Regions from separate parts of the Bos taurus genome. Here region 1 is linked to region 2. A link is a contact called in public Hi-C data. All regions are on one chromosome and are shown on one strand. Each heading gives the region's core, a stretch centred on a gene start, on an enhancer-like site or on the middle of the called end of the contact. The rest is flanking DNA. Distances are from core to core; before and after follow the strand shown. Region 1 holds the start of MAPKAPK3 (MAPK activated protein kinase 3). Region 2 overlaps DOCK3 (dedicator of cytokinesis 3).

Region 1 (2,700 bases), core at 200-2,699, 340 kb after region 2:
CCAGCAAGGACAGAGTCAAGGGATTTGAGGTATGGGGCACAGTCCTGGGCCCAAAACTGTATGACCTAAGCCAGGGCTACGGAGCTCGGTCAGCCACCCTCAAGACTCCAGGACTCCAACTATATCAGCGAGGTCTTAACCAGGCCCACAGAGAGTCTATGGTGTGATGTGGCTAGATGGCTGGCCCGCCCTCTGCCCAGGAAACGGGGTGGGTCAGGTCGGAGGAGGGTCTGCCCCTTTCAACCCGGGTCTGGTTGACTCATCTGGAGCCCATGAGTAGCTTCCTGCCCACAGGGGCAATGGGTGTCAGGCTTGCCTACCAGTCAGCCCTGGGAGACTGTCACCACTCCAGCCTAGGCAGACAGGGGCCTCAGGAGAATTAGCCCCACCCCAAGCTTTTGTGGGGACTCAGGCAGAAAGTAAGTGAAACCCATTCCAGTCAGAAGAGTTTCTCATAGAAGGAGCAGCCAAGCTGAATGCAGGTCCCCCTCAGGCCCAAACTCACAGGCCCAGCCAGAAACCCAGAGTCAGGAATTACTCACTCCTTGCTTCCGGGTACAGCAGGCTCTACCCACAGCTAACTACACCCCCTTGCTCCCTGGGACATTCTGAGCTTAGCTAAGCTAAGCCTCAGTTTTCTCATCTGTGAAGCAGGAGGGACCAGGAGCCCAACCTTACACACGAGTAAGAGGAGAAAACGGTAATGCTTAGCCTAAGAAGCTTAACAGAGGCCCTAGGCATAGCCCGTATCCACAGGGCTCTGCTGTTGGGCCCCCGCCCATGCGGGAGCGCGGGGTCACTGACCTTCAGGGCACACTTCTGCCCAGTGCGCCGGTGGAAGCACTCCAGCACCTTGCCGTTCACACCCAAGCCCAGCACCTGCTTGGACAACTGGTAGTCATCGGTCACTGCGTACTTCTTGGGCTCCCGCCGCCCCCCGAGGGCGGGAGCGCCGGCGGAACAAGGTCCGCAGGGTACACCTGACGGGGGCGCAGGGCCCCCCTGCTCCTCTGCTGTCTCCACGTCCATAGCCCCGCGGGGCGCTCAGAGGCGGCCCCAGCCTGGCGCGTCCGGAGCCACCTGGGAAAGAGACGAAGAGTGAGTTCCGCTCAGACTCCTTCAATACACTCCAGCCAAGGACGCCCTCAGCCGGACTGGGCTTCGGGCCGGGGACAGGGCTGGGAATGAGGAACGAGTTGCTGGAGAGGACGGACCCGCGGCAGGGGGCGGTGGTCACGCAAGCCGGGCACCAGGCGAGTCCTGCCCGGACCACCAGTCAAGAGGGGAAAGCGCCGGGAGGTCCCGGGATTAGGAGGTGGAGGGGGCCCTGTGAGGGCGTACCTGACGAGGGCGTACCTGACGGCAGCTCACAGGGCCGTGGTTGCCGGTAAGTGGCAGGGACAGGGGTCGCCAGAGGCCGCGGCCCTGAGCGCCCAGAGCCGAGAGTCGCGCCGCCGCCTGCCCACGTGACCGCTCCCCTCCCCCGCGCGTCCCCGGCTACAAGCCGGGCTGGGTCAGCCTTAAAGGGCCAGGCTGGCCCAGGCAGGACGGGGCGGGGCCGGACCCGCCTAGAGCGGCGGCAGAAATAGGGGGCGTGGCTTCTAGAGGGGGAGGAAACCTCCTAGGCTCCGCCAGCCGCTGGGAAAACCCAGCGCTAGAGCAGCCGGCTAACGGGTGAGTTGTGCGAGCAGCCAATTGTACAAGCCACCAAGGAAGTGGCAGCACAGAAAATCTCCTGGAGCCCCAGGTAGCCCCTGGAATCGAGTGTTTTCTCTGGAAGCTCCCAAAAGGCCCTCCAGTACAATGTGAAAGGTTTGCAACTTAGTGGTGGCCCGCTGCCAGTCTATCTAAAGTCTTAATTTTTGTCAACAGGGAGAATGAAATGGAATTTTGTTGAGATTCGCGTCTCTCTGGTTCCTGGTTGCTCTTGGGATCTTTCTAGCACTGGTATCTCTCCCCTTCTGTGCATCTCTTGTTCATATTCCCTTGGAAAACAGCATCCTAAGACTGCTGCTGCTGCTGTTGAGTCGCTTCAGTCGTGTCCGACTCTCTGCGACCCCATAGACGGCAGCCCACCCAGGCTCCCCCGTCCCTGGGATTCTCCAGGCAAGAACACTGGAGTGGGTTGCCATTTCCTTCTCCAATGCATGAAAGTGAAAAGTGAAAGTGAAGTTGCTCAGTCCTGTCCGACTCCTAGCGACCCCATGGACTGCAGCCCACCAGGCTCCTCAGTCCATGGGATTTTCCAGGCAAGAGCACTAGAGTGGGGTGCCGTTGCCTTCTCCGATCCTAAGACTAGAAATCCTAAATTCCTATTTAGTCATATCGACCAACTTTTCACCTTATGACTTGAACTTTTGGTGTCATGTTTAAGAAGTCTCCTCCTTCCACCCTAGTGCCAGATATTCTTTATTAGCTAAGTGGTCTTCCCTTCCACTCTGAGCCCATCTTAGATTGTGTGCTTAGTCGCTTAATTGTGTCCAACTCTTTGAGACCCCACGGACTGCAGCCTGCCAGGCTCCTCTGTCCATGGGGATTCTCCAGGCAAGAATACTGGAGTGTGTTGCCATGCCTGCCTCCAGGGGATCTTCCCAGCCCAGGGATCGAACCCAGGTCTCCTGCAATGCAGATGGATCCTTTACTGTCCGAGCCACCAGGGAAGCCCCCATCTTAGATTATCTTACATATTTTGAACTCATT
Region 2 (2,700 bases), core at 82-2,581:
TGAGCTTGCAATGGAGCCATCACACAGAAACAGACACACTCAGGTAACAGAAAAGCACAGTTCTTACTGGACACGGTTTCCACACACTTACCTTCTCCAGACACCACTGGCCCCGTCTCAGCTGGCCCCTACCACCTTTCCCCAGATTCCAGGCCTCCTGTGCCTGGCCTCTGCCTTCTGGCCATCTTACTGCAGACTCAGCCCAAGCGGCTCAGGGCCAGGGGCACTGCACACAGGGGGCTCTCTAGGGTTCCTCACTCTGAGACTTGCCCTTCAGTGAACTCAGGAGTCATGGAGCTACTCTGGGACTTGTGGGGCCTTAACCAGGCTCCTGAGTTGACTTGGTTCATGCTCTTCGCTTATGAGACCCCGTCAGGACTGAGGGGCTGTTATGGAAGCCAGATGTGGTGTGGCTTAGTCCTCATCGATGCAGGCCATGGTTACACGCCCAGTAACCTGTCAACTGGTGGTCCTCAAAGGGACCTTCCAGAGAAGTGGTGAGAAAAAAAGTTGCAGGCTTCCCTTGGGAATATATAATTTAGAAGGCCCTCCAAATTTGCATCACTCATTGTACCAGAGAGCGGCATGTCCATGTCAAACTAGTGGGGTCTTCCAGATCCCTCATGGGAAGGTCACCTGGACCTCAGGGCTGTCGACGTCCACTGGCAGCCTCTGGCTGGTTCAAGTGGGTGAACTCCCTCTGTGTAGTGTTCTCTTAGTGAAGCTCATCTGAGAGGTGAACCTGCAGCTCTGCAGGCTCTGTGTGGGCCTTCCTAGGGGTGCCCTCTAGGCACTGTCAGGGCACAACTAAAAAGGTGACCAGGAGTTCTTGAGAAATGCCTTTTAAATACTCATTTTAGACCCAAAGATGAGGCTTAAGTATGTTGAAGAAGTCAGCATATCAAAAACCAATAATGCAGCTATTATTAACGTAAACTTCCTCCGTAACTGGTCTCAGTGATACTGTTTGTAGAGCCTCAGAACTGGCTTTAAGGCCTGGTTTTAAAAACTATCCTTCATTGATAAGGGAATGAGTAAACTATGCTTTATTTAAAAAACAAACAAATAAACTAGGCCTGAATTTCTACTATTTGGTGATTTTTCTCCCCTATCAATATTTTCTTTCAGAACTTGTGCTCTGAGGCAATCTCAAAAAGATGGCTGTGTAAGGAAAAAAAGAAAAGCGTTCCTAATCCCACTGATTTTCACAGTACCTTCCCAGCAAGAAACTCTGAAGGCTCCCTGGGTCTCGTTGGCCACAGCCCTGGACAGGGCTGCCCGCACATAGCATGCAGAGAGAGGCAGCCCTTTACACCAACTCATGTCACATACCCATCCTGTACCAGGCACGTGGCTGGAACATGGTGTGCTGCCTTGCTCAGCTTGGCCGTGGTCCCTGACCTGACAGCTCACGGTCTGGCTCACCAGGCCAACCCTGGATCTGAGCACTCAACATCCTGTTACGTGCTGCAGGGTGAGGCTGGAGGGCAGCACCTGGCCCCAGGGGCTGACAGGTGCTCTGTGCAAACACTAGATTTTCCAACTCTAGCTTCCTTCTCACTGCTGTTTTCCCTAGGCAGCCAAAACCACAGTAGGTGAGAGTGGCGGCTACTTTTTATGCAAACATTTAAATACCGCAAGGGCTTCTGCATCACAGGACTTCCAGACTATCTCAGTTGTAGTCTGGTGAACCCCAGGGAGGCTGAGTCCCCAGCATGACTGAGTATATTCAAAGAAAAGAAAGAAAGTTTAGTCACTCAGTCACGTCCAACTCTTTGCAACCCCATGGCCTATCATGATGGCCACACTCCAAAATATCATATAATGAAAGGCTGATTCAAAAGGAAACTAAATGGTTAACTAGGTGGTGGTTGGTGGTTTAGTCACCAAGTCGTGTCTGACTCTTGTGACCCCATGGACTGTAACCCACCAGGCCCCTCCATCCATGGGATTTTCCAGGCAAGAGTACTGGAGTGGGTTGCCATTTCCTTCTTCAGAAGATCTTCCTGATCCAGGGATAAAACTCTGGTCTCCCACATTGTAGGAAGACACTTTACTGTCTGAGCCACCAGGAAAGTCCTGAATATATTCAAGGTTCAATCAAAATCTCCTAGCCTCGCTCAGCCTTTTGACCACCAGGGGGCGCTGCCGACTTACAAGACTGTGCCTTGCAGGCCATTCACCTTGAAGGTTTCCAAGCAACAAGAACCACTGCAGAACATCAACAGGCGCAGCAAGGAAGCTATTGGTGTCATGACCACTCCTGGGAGTGGGGAAAGTGACTCCAATGGAAAGGACTCTCTGGAACACTTTCTCCATCCATGAAAGCGCTCCCCTCATCTGTAACATCAGACACAAACCCGAGCGTGGGCCATCCCATCTCCTCTCTGTCCCCACTGCACCTACTACTGCATCCACCACATTTTGGGCCTCCCAGGGCCAATGCAGGAGACACGGGTTCAATCCCTGGTCGGGAACATACCCTGGAGGAGGAAATGGCAACCCACTCCGGTATTCTTGCCTGGGTAATCGCATGGACAAAGGAGCCAGGCGGGTTACAGTCCACGGGACTGAACAATAACAAATTCAGTCTTCCTCTATGACGCTGGGTCTGGTCTTTATCTTCTCTTGCATGTAGGCCTGACACTTGCTGGACCCATGGTTTTCTCCGGATGGGCCTGCACATAGATGGAATGGATG

Evidence for each region. A called contact is a pair of places that touch in the nucleus more often than the background predicts.
Region 1: a contact with region 2 is called in a Hi-C map of skeletal muscle, with 7 times the contacts expected there. The contact joins the promoter of MAPKAPK3 here to the enhancer-like site in region 2. A contact is called at or near these places in 4 of 11 Hi-C or Micro-C datasets (blood, liver, skeletal muscle and 1 more).

Annotation. Positions count from the first base shown.
Region 1 is chr22:49,738,258-49,740,957 of ARS-UCD2.0, forward strand. It overlaps MAPKAPK3 (MAPK activated protein kinase 3), which reads right to left and starts at 1,450. Exons shown (of 11, transcript NM_001034779.2): 1 at 1,342-1,450; 2 at 805-1,080. The coding sequence starts at 1,029.
Region 2 is chr22:49,394,805-49,397,504 of ARS-UCD2.0, forward strand. The region is part of intron 49 of DOCK3 (dedicator of cytokinesis 3); the gene reads right to left. Among named protein-coding and RNA genes, the nearest start is that of MANF, 13 kb to the left of the region's middle. Within about 2 kb of position 1,332, at least 9 of the 102 cell types and tissues checked have an H3K27ac peak or open chromatin away from gene starts, as enhancers often do. A contact at or near this core is called in skeletal muscle, where this site is marked.